3 separate regions of the Mus musculus genome follow, and all the other regions are linked to region 3. The links are chromatin contacts, called in public Micro-C and targeted proximity ligation maps. All regions are on one chromosome and are shown on one strand. The core of a region is the stretch at or near the end of the contact, and the rest is flanking DNA. Distances in the headings are between cores, read along the strand shown. Region 1 overlaps Kif11 (kinesin family member 11). Region 2 has its middle 93 kb from the start of Btaf1. Region 3 holds the start of Cpeb3 (cytoplasmic polyadenylation element binding protein 3).

The links. A called contact is a pair of places that touch in the nucleus more often than the background predicts.
Region 1: a targeted proximity ligation map of pancreatic cancer cells shows a contact between it and region 3. A contact is called at or near these places in 3 of 484 Hi-C or Micro-C datasets (embryonic stem cells and nephron progenitors), 4 of 130 datasets of targeted methods (effector CD8 T cells, embryonic stem cells, epiblast stem cells and 1 more) and 1 of 9 other capture datasets (pancreatic islet).
Region 2: a Micro-C map of embryonic stem cells shows a contact between it and region 3, with 3 times the contacts expected there. A contact is called at or near these places in 9 of 39 promoter capture datasets (the C10 cell line, the HPC-7 cell line, cranial neural crest and 6 more), 5 of 484 Hi-C or Micro-C datasets (bone marrow-derived macrophages, cerebral cortex, embryonic stem cells and 1 more), 20 of 130 datasets of targeted methods (the NIH/3T3 cell line, bone marrow-derived macrophages, embryonic basal ganglia and 11 more) and 4 of 9 other capture datasets (adipose tissue, liver, macrophages and 1 more).

What each region holds. Positions count from the first base shown.
Region 1 is chr19:37,390,431-37,393,130 of GRCm38.p6, forward strand. It overlaps Kif11 (kinesin family member 11), which reads left to right. Exons shown (of 22, transcript NM_010615.2): 8 at 219-461. Among named protein-coding and RNA genes, the nearest start is that of Kif11, 15 kb to the left of the region's middle.
Region 2 is chr19:37,017,332-37,020,031 of GRCm38.p6, forward strand. It overlaps a transcript of Cpeb3 not described here. Among named protein-coding and RNA genes, the nearest start is that of Btaf1, 93 kb to the left of the region's middle.
Region 3 is chr19:37,206,044-37,208,743 of GRCm38.p6, forward strand. It overlaps Cpeb3 (cytoplasmic polyadenylation element binding protein 3), which reads right to left and starts at 1,428. Exons shown (of 11, transcript NM_001290827.1): 1 at 1,252-1,428. Marchf5 (membrane associated ring-CH-type finger 5) reads left to right here and starts at 1,502. Exons shown (of 6, transcript NM_027314.3): 1 at 1,502-1,861. The coding sequence starts at 1,827.

The DNA.
Region 1 (2,700 bases), core at 6-2,505, 180 kb after region 3:
CTAGTCTTGATTTCTTCCTGGAAAAGCTGAAATTCTCACTTATGTACAGTATTTTCATAGTTAACTTCATCAACTAGCTTTGAAGTGGGAGAAGGAATTTGTTGTGAAAATTTATTTTACTATGATTTAGAACATGGTATAGAGTAAAATATATAAAAGAATACAAATCTTTGAATCTAAATACAATAGATTGACCTTTTTCTTTTTTTAAATTAAAGGTTGATCTTGCAGGAAGTGAAAATATTGGGCGTTCTGGAGCTGTTGACAAGAGGGCCCGGGAAGCTGGAAATATCAACCAATCCCTCTTGACTCTGGGAAGAGTTATTACTGCTCTTGTGGAAAGAACACCTCATATTCCTTATCGAGAATCTAAACTAACTAGAATCCTGCAAGATTCTCTTGGGGGACGTACAAGAACATCTATAATTGCAACCATTTCCCCTGCATCTTTCAATCTTGAGGTAAGCCCTTTGAGAAAATGCAGCAACCGTGGGAACTATAAGCCTTTCTTAGCTGTCATATTTTTAAAGTTCATTTACTGGCTTCCTTCTCTACTATAAAAATTGAACAATCTGGTACAATAAAAAGCCAGTTATGACTTCCAAAGTAGTTTTTTCTTTCTTTTCTTTTTTTCTTTTGCTTCTTCTTTCTTCTTCCTAATTTTTTCTTTCTCCTTCTCCTCCTTCTCCTCCTCCTCTTCTTCCTCCTCTTTCTTTTTTAAATTTTTCGAGACAGGGTTTCTCTGTGTTCCTCTGGCTGTCCTGGAACTCACTCTGTAGACCAGGCTGGCTTCGAACACAGAAATTCGCCTGTCTCTGCCTTCCAAGTGCTGGGATTAAAGGCATGCGCCACCACCGCCCAGCACTGCCAGTGTTCTTAACAAGTGAGCCATCTTATCAGCCCTGGTTTCACAATTTAAAAAAAAAAGAGAGAGATATTGTCTTAGTCAGGGTTTCTATTCCTGCACAAACATCATGACCAAGAAGCAAGTTGGGGAGGAAAGGATTTATTCAGCTTACATTTCCACATTGCTGTTGATCACTAAAGGAAGTCAGGACTGGAACTCAAGCAAGTCAAAAAGCAGGAGCTGATACAGAGGCCACGGAAGGGTTTTTCTTTGCTGGCTTGCTTCCTCTGGCTTGCTCAGCCTGCTCTTTTATAGAACCAAGACTACCAGCCCAGAGATGGCCCCACCCACAAGATGGACCCCCCAACCCCCCATCACTAATTGAGAAAATGCCTTACAGCTGGATCTCATGGAGGCATTTTCTCAACTCAACTGTGATAACTGTGTCAAGTTGACACAAAACTAGTTAGTACATATATGTATATATACACACACATACATACATACACTCATTTGTTTACTTATTTTGTATGTATGTATGTATGTATGTATGTATGTATGTATGTATGTATGTTTTGGGGGTAGGGGGTCTACAAATAGGAGTCAGAAAATAACTTGTGACTGTCAATTCTCCCCTTGTGGACTCCAGCAGGAATCAAGCTCAGGTCATTTGGCTTGGTGGCAAGTGTCTTTGCTCAGTGAGTCATCTTGCTAGCCCTTCATACATTATTTAAACAATCGAACCAAGATCGCTGGGCCTGAAGGAATGACTCAGTGGTTAAGAGATTTGACTGTTTTACCACATGACCAGTGTTTGATTTCCAGCACCCACATGATGACTCACAACTGTTTGTAACTCCATGCTTAGGGATCTCTTGCCCTTTTCTGACTGCCTTAGGCACTAGGCCTGCACACAGTGCACAGACTTACACTCAGGCAAAATACTCATGCACGTCAATAAAAATATTGCTGAATGTCAGTAGTGATGGGTAGTATGTAGGGTTCATTAAGGACTCAGACCAAGTTAAGTCCTTTTGGGGCACTGAATTCTAGTACTTGGCATGTTATTTTCATTACACTATGCAATGTTAAAATTTTTTTATATATCAACACTTCTTTTTTTTTTTAAAGATTTATTTAGTTTATGTATGAGTACACTGTCGATGTCTTCAGACACAGCAGAAGAGAGCATCAGATCTCATTACAGGTTGTGAGCCACCATGTGGTGTCTGGGAATTGAACTCAGGACCTCTGGAAGAGTAACCAGTTCTCTTAGCCACTGAGCCATCTCTTTAGTCCCCTCTTAATTCTTTTTTAATGGGTGCATAATTAATTATGTGGATATAGGTATTGTGTAACACGGTTTCTGGGATCTCATGAACAAATGTCTACTCACCTCAGAGAACACATGCAGACCAAAGTAAAGACATCACCAGAGCTCAACTCGGTGAGCTAGTGGGTTTTATTGGGGTTACTTACCGTAATATGAGTGAGAGATCACTTGTACAAGGACATCTGAATCACCAGAGCCTCCCCATCCTCAGTGTGCATTTGCTCATGACTGTGTAACTTGCCTTCAGCTCAACAGGCTGACAAAGGGGTGGGGGAGGCCTGCTGTCTGCCTCTTCTAGGCAGCGCGGTTTGTTGGTAGTAGCTCTGCTGGTCTGAGAGTGTCTCGCTGGGAGGGGCCCACTGTGTCTAGTTCAGGAACTTTCTGGTCTGAGGGTATCTCTCAGTAGTCCTTACTACGTACAGTGTACTTAGAGAGGGAGGAGCCTGGTATATCTGTTTCAGGAACTTGCATTGTATTTCTGAGCTGCCCTGCAATATGGAATGTAGTAAGACTACCCTTA
Region 2 (2,700 bases), core at 65-2,564, 190 kb before region 3:
CCCTACTTACCTACCTACCTTACTAGCTTGCTCCTAAGCTCCTAGGCTCACCGGCAGCTAGTTTTACAGCCCAGGCCCACCTGCGTAGGGATGTTACTGCCCACAGTGGGCTGGGTCCTGCTTCTACAAGTAACAATTAAGAAAATGCCCAGCAGATACACACACTGGCTAGTCCGATGGAGGCTATGCTTCAGTTGAGGTTCTCTCTTCTCAGCTATGGCAGATTAACAAGATTAGCCAACACAACTTCCTTTGCAATATCCTTTATTAACCAGCAAACCCTTTATAAGCCCGGAAAGTGGGTTGTGTGAACCCAAGCTTAAAGCTGCTCAGTTAGAAGCTGAGACTAGCAACTGGCATCTAAAACGTGGGAAGATGGAGGTAGCCTTGAGGGCTGACTGAGCTCTCAACCTGTGAAAGCTGATGCTATCTCTAGGCAGGTAGTGAGTGGCAGAACTAAATTGAAGAAGCTCCCAGCTGTGGCCACTGCAGGTTACCACACACCTGATTGTCAGGAGCAACTTGGGTTTCAGATTGTGGGGGGCATATCTATCATTCCAATAGTTTGGAGGTTGGAGCCGGAGTTGTTGCATGCTCTAAGCTAGTCTGGGCTACATGGCTCGTACCAGACCAGCCAGGGTTAAGACCCTGTCCTAAAAAGAATTAAACAATGCACACAAAAGGCAAAGGAATACGCAAAAAGATGCTCTTCATCTTTTGGTGAAGACCTACACAAGGCTCTTTAAAAAAAAAAAAAAAGCGGGTGCACATTGGTGATGGATGCTTCTGGAAAGCATCCCCTCCGCCCTCCTCCACCGGCTCCAACAGTCGGGGCCAGTGCTGACCAGCCGCCTGCCACCCACCAGCCCATCAGTGCTGAATGACCAAACAAACCCACAAGTTTCTGTCTCAAAGACACCTTCGCATACTTCCTCCCGCTTCAAGTGGCAGGGCAGCACATCAGAACCTTTTCCTGAAGGGACTAGTGCGGGTGTCCAAGGCAAATGGGCACCCTGAAGAGAGGACTCAATTTGTTCCTTAACGTGTGGCTGTTCGTAGACTTCAAAGGGGGCCCACCTTGGAGCGGTGCGACGGGCTCCACGGCTGCAAGCGGCCCACAGCCACTGCCATTCGTGGAGAACTTGAGTGGCCGTGGTTGTAGCCACTCAAGGTAAGGCTAGCACTCTTACCTGCAGGGCTGGGACCGGGGAATCCAACCCACGACCGTCTAGGACACGTAGAGGGTGACTTGGGCTGAGGAGTGGGCGGGGCCACGTGGGGGCGGCAACCAGACACAGAGGCCCCGCCTCCCGAGACGCCCTTCCGGCCCTCTTCCCTCCCCATCCCGAACTACGTAATGGACCATGTGAGGTGGGGGTGGGGGTAGGGAGCCCGGAGCACTACAGTCCCGCATGCTCGACCCCAAGCCTTAGTACCGATATGAACCGCCCTGTGTTGGGTTCCGCATCCTTTTCCCAGAGAAAGCGTGCAGCAAGACCAGAATCCGCCAATTTTTTTCCAAAGCCCCATTTTCTGAAAAACCTTAGGAGACGTTGGTATCCTTGTGAAAACATAAGATGATGATACTCTTTCACAACAGTTCTGGTTAAGGAATTAGGCCTCAAATGGCAATGGACTGGCAATGAAAACATAAGGCATCAGGTGGGGTGTGTGTGTGTGTGTGTGTGTGTGTGTGTGTGTGTGTGTGTGTGTGTGTGTGTGTGTGTGAATAGCTCAGGGGCAGGGCTTAAATTTACCTTGCCGGAGGCCTAGAAAGCCATCAACAGCACCGCCCCCCACCCCCCATGTGTATCACTTGAACCCACAAGTACCTTTCTGTTTCAAATTTCCTTGTGCGTTTGAAAGTGTGGGCTCTGAGAGAGTGAACTCTGGTGGAATATGTGAGCTGTTTGAAGACCTGGGGTTTTTGTTTTGTATGGTGCAAGTTAGGATTTCCTGATGGATGTAAACAGACGGAGATCGTCCTGAGCAAAAGATGACACGTGTCAGTGCTTCGTACAACTAGATTTAATAAGTTGTTATTACAGAAAAAAAAAGTCCAAACTACAAAGTTTAAGCAGTTAAGCGGTAGCTGCGAGCGCTCCACGTTCAGTCACAGTAGCGAATCCATACAAGCAGTGTTAGTCCAAGCCCCAGGGCAGAAGCCGAGGAAGGGTTACCAGCAAAAAAACAATCCAAGAGAACAGGTAGGAAAAGATACAGTACATTTAAAATTAGTCGTTAGTTGAAAATCAAATACAGAGATCTGAGCTGTGAACATCTAAAATCATGTCCATCATTGCCACGGCGAAAATACAAACACCTACTACTTTATACCCCCAACAGCACTAATGTCCAGGAGCAGGCATTCTCGTGAGCACCCAAACTCTCTGAGTCCCAATGAACTATTGTAATCTTACAAAGTCAACATAACATTCCTGGATCCACTTCCTGACCCACTCTGGGGTATAAAGTCAACGGTATCAATTATAAAATACTCTGGTGGGATGGAAACTATGGCAGCTGAGTTTGACAAGTTTGGATATTAGAAAAGAAAAGAGAAATGTTAGCAGACACAGCATACAAACCAGCGAGAGAGGATTGTCCATACACATAAGCCAGTTTTAACAAAAAGACACTTTTTTTTGTTATCACTAATCTGTGACTACCCTTTCATTCAAACCTGGCAAGCTGAGATGT
Region 3 (2,700 bases), core at 178-2,677:
AGATATGGGGAGCTCTAGATAGGAGGATCTCCAAGTCCAGTCATCCCTGTGTTGCAGATACATAGTCCTTGCCAAGGAAAAACTCAAACAAACAAAAGTAGCTTTGATGGTTACTGTTGTGGGATAGGGTCTCTCTCTGTAACCCGAACTGATTTTGAATTTGTGAAGACCCTCCCAGATCTGCTGGCCATGCCTATGCAGCTTTTTGTTTGTCCTTTTGAGACAGAGTCAAACTAATTAGAGTTAGAGGTTGACCTTGAACTCCTAATCCTTCTGCCTCCTCCTCTCCTGTGCTGGGGTTACGGGATTGGACGCCTACCATATCCTTGATTAATTGATTGATTGATTATTTATTTATTTATTTATTTAGCCTAGGCTACTCTGGAATTCATTATACAGACCAGGTAATCCTTCTGTCTCAGTCTTCCAAGTCTGGAATTATAGGCCTGAGAAACCACTCCAGGCTCAAATTTAAAGAAACATTTTCATTTAAAGAAATAGCAAACGTTTTGTAGAAGTTTAAAAAAAAAAAACAAAAAACCAAAAAACCGTAGGCACAACCAACGGAAAACTAGCAAAACATCCCACCAATCACAGCGCTAAACAATGCCACAGGTCGTCCAAATTACGCATCGGTTTAAGTCAACAACAGCTCGTTTCCCCCCTCCAAAGCTATCCCTTCCGGCGTCAGAGAAGACAGAGGCGTGATTTGTCACTTCTTCCCTTTTTGATCCCTCGGCCGGGATCCACCTGCTTAGAAGTGTCAAGGAGCCTTAGGAATGGTTAACGGTGACCAGCTGCGGAAAGAAACAAACACTCCTGACAACCCACAGCTGAGCAAGCAAGGGCTGTTTATTCAGCAGCGTGTCCCCTTTGGAGGCTGCCCGCAAGCCCTCGAAGGCTGGGCGACAGCACCAGAACCGAGAAGGTTCCTGGACAGGCAAAGTGGTTGCTCGCGTCCCACCCCCCATGCTCTCCTATGTCCCCAACACACACACAGAGGCGCCGGTGCGAACAGTCGGGTTACCCACACGCCCCTCCAGAGCAGCCCCGCACTAAGCCACTTGTCCCTCCCCGAAGATGGGCTCTGACGCGGCCGAGGCTGACCCGAGCGCCCGGCCTCGCGCCGCCGCGGCCCGGCGTACTTGACCCGGCCCAGAAACTGGCCCTCCACGCCGCCACCCCTCACCTGGCTCTGTCCCACCTGAGCGCGAGAGCTGAGGGGACAAGACGCGGAGAAGGGGCGCTGACCTTGTTGCTACTGACAGCGGAGCGCCACATGCTGCCGCTTCCCGGACAGCGGCCCGAAGGACATTTTTTTTTCCCCCTGGAGGAAGGAAACGGGAGGGCGCCGGCCCGGCGGCGGCGGGCACGGCGGCGGGGGTCCCGGCGGGCTGTGCAGCCTCTAGCGGGGACGGTCCGAGGACTACATCTCCCAGGCTGCTCCGAGCCGCCCCTGCGTCGTGACCCCGGCGCGCACGGAGGCGGCGACTCTTACCTCACAGAGGTAGCTCCTCCGCCGGCAGCAGCTCGGCGCCCCGGCGGTCCATGGACCGGAACCCTGGGCGGACCGGCAGGAACCCGGGCCGCGACCGCCGCCTCCCGGCCCCAGGCTCCTCCTCCTCACTCCCCGCCGCCCTCTGCGGTCGCCCGCCGGCCGCGCAGCGCCACCGCGGGCCTCTGGGAGCCACGCCGGGAGGCTGTGTGGCGGGTCCGCGGCCGCCGCGGGACTGAGGCCTACTCCGCCGCCTCTCAGTGCTATTGTCCCGGGGCCTGGCCCTGAGCGGGGCTGCGGGCGAGGGCCGAGCTCGCCGGCTCCGCGGAAGATGCCGGACCAAGCCCTTCAACAGATGCTGGACAGGTAGGAGCAACGTGGGGCCGGGAACTGCCGGCCTTCGTCCTGGGCCTGCCCATGCTGGCCTCGAGGCCCCGAGAGCGGGGATCCTGGCGTCCGCCGAGAGTTCCACGGCCCGGAGGCCGGGAAAAGGGCTCTGAGTTTGGAGGTGGCACTGGGGAGAAGAGCGGGCGAGAGGTCAGGGTCGTAGACTTTGAAACTTAGTTAAAGGAGGGAGGTCTACTTTGGCCGCCAGCCTGTTTGGGTTTTTTTTTTTTGGTTGTTGTTTTGTTTTGTTTTTTGAGGTGAAGAGGCGCTATTGTTAACCCATAGTATTAGTTTCTATTTCTCCCCCTCCTCCCCGGACAATGTAGTAAAGGGGTTGACAGCGACGCCACTGGGAAGTACCCGATTGTCATTCTGGAGACTGGTCCCTTGCACTTTCACAATGCAAGGATAGGCATTCCTTCTTTTAAAGCCTGGGTTTCGTTTCTCTTTCCAACTCCCCCACCACCCTCCCCCAATCCCATCCCTACCCCCAAACCGTAAGGTCAGAATATCCACAAGGGAGCCTTAACGGTCGGTCACACTAGAGTAGAGGTTATGGAAAACAGCCACAAGCATGCAACATTGAACACGTAGCACACTTGACGATCGCTAAGTTCCCAGACACGTTTGGGCTTGTACTGGGACCAGTTGCCCATTCCTGGGGTCTCCAGCCACTAAAACTCTTTGAGAAAGTCTACAGCACTGCCCTCTGCCGTTTAAATTCCAGCCAGTGAGTTTTTGGAAACTAAATTAAATCCACCTTTTCACCAAGGCAGCTGCTTGCTGTTCTGACCAATTGGTCGATCTAATTCATAATG